Linked DNA regions of Zea mays: all the other regions are linked to region 1. A link is a contact called in public Hi-C data. All regions are on one chromosome and are shown on one strand. The core of a region is the stretch at or near the end of the contact, and the rest is flanking DNA. Distances in the headings are between cores, read along the strand shown. Region 1 holds the start of LOC100274308 (putative RING zinc finger domain superfamily protein). Region 2 holds the start of LOC100280270 (Alkaline/neutral invertase CINV2). Region 3 holds the start of LOC542703 (calcium-dependent protein kinase 24).

Region 1 (2,700 bases), core at 176-2,675:
TTCGTTTTTGCAACAATAAGGTCTGGAGGTGCTAGGTACCATTTCTGTTAGTTCAGACTTCAGACTGCAATTTCATGTATTCGTTATATCTGAGCTTTTATCAGGTGGATCCTTGGCTTTTCAGTCTACTTATGCTAAGCAGGAGTAATGTTTATTCTAAGCATGTTTTCATTGTGCGTGGTGGTCCACCGGCGCAACAAGTATTAACTGCAGCCTTACGCCTGTTTGGAACTGCTTTATGAACTTTGATCTACAAACTCCATCGGCTGAGCAGTTTTATAAAAACCTAGAGTTTTTGGAGCACCCTTTAGATGATCTTACAACTTTACCTTTTTTTCCTGAAGCAGAGTTTGTGCAACTATATCTATCTGGCTAAAAAAACGTAGAGCAGAGCTGAAAAGTATGGCTAAAAAACATAGAGCATAGCTAAAAAAACGTAGAGCAGAGCTGATTAAACTCTAGATGCACATCATAGTTTGGTAGTGGAACCGCGCGTTTTGCTTTTATCAAGCTCAAGTAAAGTTCAGGTTGGCACTTCCGTACTGTACTTGCAGGTGACGGCTACTGGCTATTTATGAACAAACATATCAGGCACTGGGCGATCAGGTGCTTAACCAAATAGCGCTAGTCTGTGAGCTAATACGTAGCTGTGTACCCTTTGCTCCAATTCAACCTCCAACTGGATCGAGAACCTGGAACGCACCATTGCCGCACCAAGCTCCCCTTCCTCGAATGCCCCAGGCCCGGACACCACGACGCCCTGCCCCGTGCTCACATGGCTAGCGGCGTCCTCCACCGCTCCGCCTCCTGATGTCTCCGCCCTGCCGCCGCGCCAACCCCCGACTCCGGCTGGGGCCACTGCGCGGTTATGGTCAGTTGCTACCCGCGCTCGCTTTCGCCGTCTCTTGGGGTTTTCGATTCGCCTCCAGCGCGGTTATGGCTGTTTGCGGCGTTTGCGGAGCGGTCGCGGCGGTCGGGCGTTCGCGCCTTGCGGCTGGCGGCGTGCGGTTGGCGACGGGCGAGGGTCGCAGCAGGCGGTTGGCGGAGGGCGGGGGTCGCGGCGGGATCGGGCGGGCAGTTGTTTGGCGAGGGCAATCTACATTACAGTCTTAATAGTTAGTACATATTAACTATGTCGTTTGCAAATAGCGCACTAATTTTCGGCCGCCCGCGATCGCCGGTGTGTCCGTTTTTCATCATGGACCGAGCTTACTGCTAAATGGGACAAACTTCAAAAGCTCAGCAGCCCATTAACATCCGTAGTCACTTTTCCGGCCCAGACCATTACAACGGTCGGCCTATCCATTCACTCACGGGCCCATGGAAATGGTTGGGAACCACGACGTCCCAAGCGGGCCCCACGGGCCACGGCGCTGCAACAAAACCGCAAAAACCCAGAAGGAAGTAGAGGCCCCCTTCTTGCCCCCTACGCAGCCGTGTGCCGTACACCGTGCACGCACGCCGCTCCTCGCCTCCCTGCACCATGGACGCCGGCGAGTGCTCCACCTCCAAACCCCCTCAGCCCTCTGCCGCCTCCCCGTCCTCCCCCACCGTATGGGCTAGGCTGGGTAGGGCAGCTGCCCCCACCCCTTCTCGGTTCTCCACGGGTTCCTTCATCTGCACGGCTTCTTGATTCTCTTCTCTTGTTTGGTTGTCCCATTCATTGGCAGTGCCCGCCGATTCCGCGTGCCCGACGGTGGAGGTGGCCGAAGACGACTCCGTGGTCTGCTCCCTCGTTGCGCCGCCCTGCGGCGGGGAGGAGGTCGCGTGGTGCGAGATCAGGCGGAATGCCGGGGACGCGTCGTCCGCCACTATTCGGAACCTTAGGTGCTCTATCCTGCGCCTTTGGGGACTTGGGTCCATGCCTTTTTTCGTGTTCCTGTGGATCCTTTGACTGTGGTGGCGTGCCGTGTAAGACTTTTTAACAGTGCGTCTCCTCCGGGAGTGACAAAATGTCCGAAAAGGGCGACGTCTATTTTGAGAAAACTGACGGGGACTTTGTGTGAGCTCTGTTCATCACCTCTTTTAATTGGTACTCACGGCTCAAATGTTGGAATGGACGCGTTACCTTTAGTGCCTGCCTGTATACCCCAGTGTTCTCCGGTTTAGGTCCCTTGAAAGAGGTACAAGTACAATGGTAGTGATAGCAAGGCTAAATTGTTGTCTGTTCCATTTTTGCCGACTTATTAGTGGTATCCACAACTTTTAGTATCCTCGATCTATTCCAGATTCTGTCTTCCTAGATTGTTGTAGTAGTATTGTAGTCTAAACTCAGTTCTTGAGAATGCTCTTTATTTAGCAAGAGAAGTCAGGCAAGCTTCAGTTTTTCTGTGGTGGGATTTGGCTACATTTCATATAAAACGTTGATGCCAATTTGTAACAGTTTGTCTATACATTTGGTGTGTCTGATTGTGCAAAATCAAGAATGGAAAATTTGAAATGCATGTTGCAAACACAAATGGGATGTAGGCAAATCCCAGACTCTTAATTCTTGGCACTCTCTTTAAGCTATTTGATTGACTATGTCTTGCAAAAAATGAAAATTGTTTTATCTTTATGTGTTGGTTCACAAAATTAACTTTTCCCACCTTTGTTTGCCTCCCAATTTTTGTTGTGAGATATTTTTTTGTACTATTTGTTTTGTTGAATTCTTGCTGATGATACATGCTTCTCATGTCTTCCCTGTTCCATTGATAAAGC
Region 2 (2,700 bases), core at 191-2,690, 130 kb before region 1:
TAAATAGAAAATTGAGTGCTTATTAATCATGATATGTGTATTAAATTATAGCCTGAAAAGAAAAAATATATATAGTGGAAACAAGTATAGAAACTGAGCAATGGTAATCACTAGGACTAGGTAAGAGCCAGTTTCCATTGCTCAGTCTGTACTTGTTTCCAGTTCTAGCATTAATCAGTTTCTATACAAGTATTTGTATACATATTAATCAGTTTCTATACAAGTTACTAGAAACTGATTAATACTTGCCGGTTTCCATTGTCCAGTTCCTATACAGGTAAGGTCATGTTTGAATGCACTAAAAGTCTAGAGATAATAGTTAGCTATGAAAATTAGTTGAAGACATCCAAACAGTCTAACTAATAATTCAACTATTAGCTATTTTTAGCAAATTAGCTAATGGTTAGCTAGTTATTTGTTAGGCCGTCTCTAGCAGCTCCCCTATCACATCCTCTATTTCAAACTTCACTCTGCAAACAATGTCAAACAGTGTCACCTACAGTATCACGTCCCCTATTTTATAGGATCCACCGAAGACAGCCTTGGCCAGCTAATTCCACTAGCAATTTTTTAGCCAACTAGCTCTAGTACATTCGATAAGATCCTAAGAGCAATGGAAATCACTATACTTGCCAGCTTACATATTACAACAAATACTAGCCAAGTAGACAAATTATGTGCTACTATTTGTTGTAATATGTAAATAACACGGCAGTAATCATAATGCTCAAAACAAAAGAAAAGAAAAAAAAGATTCCTCTGTTTCCAGTTTCCACAGACTTTTGATGTTCAGTGAAGCCCGATTGGCATACCTGATCATAGTTGAGCACTTCCTCCGACGCATGGTCTACGGCAGCAATAGTACCGACGGGCTGTTCCCGGAAGTAGACGACCGATTTCCTGAGCGCCTCCCAGGCCTCATTGACCAGCGGGTGCGGCCCCCCGAAATGCGTGCCCACGGAGAAGGGCGAGTCAAAGACACCAGAGGGGAATGCCGGCGACTGCAGCACGCTGTCGAAGCCGTCGTTCTGGCGGTGAGAGAGCTCGCTCCACGACTGCTCGTCGAAGGAGCGCTTCCGCTCCAGCGTGAACCTGGGCTTGTCGATGATGAGGCGCGACAGATCGAGGTTGATCTCCGCCTCGGAGGCGAGGGAGACGTGCGACGACACCCGCTTCATGCTGCCGCCGCCTGGCCGGCCCCGGATCCTAATGCGGAGAGATTTTAGATTTCAGGGATATGCTCATCGTGGGAGTGGCAGACGAATAAAACAGCAGGTTTATTCCGCCGCCTCCTCGAAATCGGAAAATGAAATAGGAAAAAGCAGCTCCGTCCGTCGTCCTTACCGACGAGAGGAGAGGCAGATGGATGCTTCACTGCGCAGGCACTGGCTTCCGGAGGCGCGTGAGGACGAGGAGGAGGGCGCCCGTCGCAGACCGGAGGGACGACTGGTGGATCTGGATCGGGGTGAGCTCGGCGCGCGGGGTGGTGGTTCGGTGGTGGACAGGCCTCCGAAAAATTTGGAAAGAAATTGTGGCCCGTTGATAAAGCAAAATCTCTTGTACTACTTTATAGAAATAGAATAGAACAACGTAAAGGGGTGAGTTTGCTTTGTTTTTGGATGAACAGCGATCAGAGGTCAGAGCTGTTGGCTTCTGAATAAAGTTGTTTGGATTGCTATAGTTGTAATCTATAGAGACAATATCAATATAGAAATAGTAGAAATTGATATGAATTAAAGCCAAGCAAATCGGTGATGTCCAATGTTGCACGTCGATGAACTTTCCAAAATGGTATAATCTTTTTTTATATCTCCTCCTCCTTAATTATAAAAACTTATATGTAGGAGTCATTTTAAGCTAATTCCAGTGCACTATCTCTCTCTCCTTTGTCATGTCAGCTCTCGACTCTACCCTCGATTCTAGTGCACAGCCTGTAGCAGGATATAGCCTCAATCTATAGCAACATCAGTTTTTTCTATTTTAGAATTAAGTAATTCACGCACATTTATTTTAACACTCAGAAATCGAACAACGCATTTTTTTATTAAATTAAAAATACAAAGTGTATAATAATTAAAAGAAAAGCACATGAAAATTTATAGAAGTATTAGAGATAAAAAAAATGATTTTTTTGCAGTTTTTTGAATTTTTTAGACTCCAAACAATAAAACGGCTAGATTGTCGCTCTCGCCCGATGTCTCTCCCGGGCCAGCGTGTCGACCGTGTCTCGTCTCCCTCTTGCCCTCCTCTCGTCCGAGAACGCGCTCCAGCGCGTCACCCGCTCTCGTCGGGCGTGAGCAATGTCGCCCCGCGCTCCTGCCTGCGGCCGAGCGACATCAAGTCCATCTCGCCCCGCCTATAGCCTCCATTGACACCAGCCTTACCATTGAATACCAAAACACTATGACTCAACCTACAAAGTTTCTTGTCATGAATATAGACATGCACGAAGCACTTCTTTTTCTGTAGCATAACACTCTAGCTAGTAACAAATTTCATACATGGGTGATTTGGTGACCAGAGATCACGGAGGGATCCCTCTCAATCCCCTCCAATCCTCGTGATCTTCTTGTCACCAAATCAAACCCTGAGGGCCCATTTGTATCTCCTTTAGAATTTAACATTCCACCACTTTCTAAGGTTTACATAAGTCTATCTCAAATTTTTAGAATGAGGAGTGATAATTGATTTTATGTATCA
Region 3 (2,700 bases), core at 64-2,563, 180 kb before region 1:
GCACGAAGAGCGCGTCCTCATAGGCGCCGCGGATGCGGACGACGTTGGGGTGCTCGGAGAGGTGGTGCATGATCTGGATCTCGCGGTACACGTCCTCGTAGTCCTCCCGGCACAGCAGCTTGCGCTTGGGAATGGACTTGCACGCGTACTCGGCGCCGTCGGCCTTGCCCACACAGTGGTACGTGGTGCCGAACTGCCCCTGCCCCAGCTTCTTGCCGATGCGATAGTGGTCCCGCACGTTCGCCGTCTTGTACGGCAGCACGGACGCCGGGCGCCCCGACGACGGCGCCGGAGCCATCAACGGCAGCTTCGCCTTCGCATTGGTGTTCCCGCTCGGGTCCGGCTGCATTGGCGCGCCCCAGGTGTGCTCCCCGGATCAAGAACCGTACGACGGCCTCCGCAGCAGGAAAGGAGCCTGTTCTTGGACAAAAAACCGGAAAACCCGGAGAAAAGGTGAGAAATTTGGGGATACGGCGATCAAGAACCGGTCAAAAGGAAAAAAAGAAAATCACCTCTCGCTACAAATTCCTGCAACTCCTCAAGGATTCCCGCGGGTTGGAGACAGAAGAACAGGGGGGGGGGGGGGGGGGGGGGGGGGAGAAATTGGAGCGGGTAAGCGGAGGAGCCCTGCCGATTGGGACCAAGAGCCGAGGGAACGAAGCTTTATGCGAGGTTTATCTATGACAAACCCACGAGCAGAGAGGAACGGAAACGAGAAACGGCAGCAGCAAGGGGAAGAAGAAATCTGTGCTCTCACTTTCTCAGGTGTCACGTGGGGGAAGATGTGCAATCCTGCCGAAAGAAAAGGGGAGCAAGCGGGGAGGAAAGGTTGGCCTCTTCTATCTATCCGGCGTGGAGCTACGAGCTGGCCGCGCAAGAAGACAGGATCTTGGCGGCGTGGGTGATGGCTCCACCCATATATCTTTTTTTATAGGAATTTCAGAGGCGGCTACCAATGGGGCGTGGAGACGATGACCAAGAGCTCATATATCTGCCTTTTGATTTGCCGTTCGAGGCTGGGAACGGGCAAAAGGGAGGGCGTGTTCGTGGAGGAGAGGATTGGGGGAAGGGAAATGCGGGGGCTGTAGCAGCGCAGCTAGGTCGTATCTATGGAATAATCCATGGGCGACCAGGAAGGAGGGAGGAAGGAGACGACGACGATGTCTCCATTGTTTTTTTTCCCTTTTTTATTACTATTTTTTAATATTTTTCCTTTTGTAAATTGGAAAATACGCAAGAGTCCATGTCTGCTAAAAACCGTGTATAGTGACCAACTATAATTATTGGAAACAGTATGATTTGCAAAGCATAAATGGGTCCCACATTGTCCTATGAAATAAGACACCTTTATTGTTATTGAGGTAGTGATTATAATCTCACTCTTGAATTCGCTCGTGAAACTTCTAACCAAACTGTTGGCCAACTGTAGAGGGTGAGCTCATTCACATAAATCGTTATGGATTGAGTGGCTTGCTCTTTTGGATACATACATTTATGCAAACAGTCCAAAAAAGAAATGATCATCCTAAAATTTGGACTTTGAAAAAGCGTTTGACAAACTTAAACACGTGGTCATCATAAACATTCTCACCACTTCTATTCATCCTAGCAACTGACTTGTTACAATCAATAATAAACAAAGCAAAAGACCTTAGCCTTCTTAGACTACTTGTATAGCAAAGATGTGGACATAACTTCTCAATTATTCAATATGCGGACGACGACATCCATATTATGGAAGCATGCCCAAAACAATTGTTTGTCCTCAAGGCTATTTTAAACTATTTTTTGTAGATTATATGGGTCTCTACTCCAATTAACACAAGTCGAATATCTACCTGGTAAATGTGTCTAATCAGAAAATGGAACTGTTGTAAAAAAAACCTTCAACTGCCAGATTGGAACTTTCCCCATCATATATCTTGGGCTGCCCATGAGTTTAGTTAAATTAATCCTAAAAGCTTTCCTTTCATTGATACAAAAGATTGACGACACATATCATCAATCTTAGTGTTCCTATCACAAGCTAGGAGATTACAAATGGTCATTTTTTAGTGTTCTCGTCGTTACCTACTTTCTATATATGCACTCTCAAGCTCCCAAGCTCGGTGATCAAACAAATTGAAGGGGAAATGTGCCCTTGGGCCATTTCTAAAAATGTTTTGGTGATTAGATATCCAACACAAAATACGTTGGTTCATAAGTACTAAGATGCAAATCAAAGAACAAGGTATGTCTTCAGCCTTAGTAAATTGTTTTTGGCTACTAACATATTTATCTAAGTGCCAGGAATCTTGTCAAATCAAAAGAAATTGAGTTGGAGAAGATTTGGCTGAGTTTAGCCAAACTAGCACCAGCCTGTGGTGCACCGGACAGTGTCCGGTGCCTAGGCTGGCTCGGCGACGAACTCGTCGCTCTCGAGAAAAAGACAGTGGCGCTGCGGCTAAAATTCACCGGACTGTCCGGTGTGCACCGGACTGTCCGATGTGCCAAAGGCGCCCGTGCCAACGGTCGGCAGCGAAATCAGCGGGCGACGCGTGGCCCGCGCCAACGGTCAGTTGGTCACACCGGACATCCGGTGCGCCAACGGGACCAAAGGTCCAACAGTCGGGTGCGTCCAATATGGAAGGAGATCGGGCACCGGACAGCTACTGTTCATGTCCGGTGGTGCACCGGACTGTCCAGTGCGCCACCCGACAA

Evidence for each region. A called contact is a pair of places that touch in the nucleus more often than the background predicts.
Region 2: a contact with region 1 is called in a Hi-C map of ear, with 2.7 times the contacts expected there. The contact joins the promoter of LOC100280270 here to the promoter of LOC100274308 in region 1. A contact is called at or near these places in 3 of 25 Hi-C or Micro-C datasets (ear, leaf and tassel).
Region 3: a contact with region 1 is called in a Hi-C map of leaf, with 2.8 times the contacts expected there. The contact joins the promoter of LOC542703 here to the promoter of LOC100274308 in region 1. A contact is called at or near these places in 7 of 25 Hi-C or Micro-C datasets (ear, endosperm, leaf and 2 more).

The regions. Positions count from the first base shown.
Region 1 is chr4:211,126,443-211,129,142 of Zm-B73-REFERENCE-NAM-5.0, forward strand. LOC100274308 (putative RING zinc finger domain superfamily protein) reads left to right here and starts at 1,426. Exons shown (of 15, transcript NM_001148671.2): 1 at 1,426-1,568; 2 at 1,671-1,827; 3 at 2,700. The coding sequence starts at 1,484.
Region 2 is chr4:210,994,231-210,996,930 of Zm-B73-REFERENCE-NAM-5.0, forward strand. It overlaps LOC100280270 (Alkaline/neutral invertase CINV2), which reads right to left and starts at 1,441. Exons shown (of 5, transcript NM_001153198.1): 1 at 1,345-1,441; 2 at 813-1,206. The coding sequence starts at 1,178.
Region 3 is chr4:210,945,669-210,948,368 of Zm-B73-REFERENCE-NAM-5.0, forward strand. It overlaps LOC542703 (calcium-dependent protein kinase 24), which reads right to left and starts at 1,314. Exons shown (of 8, transcript XM_008681406.4): 1 at 513-1,314; 2 at 1-415. The coding sequence starts at 349.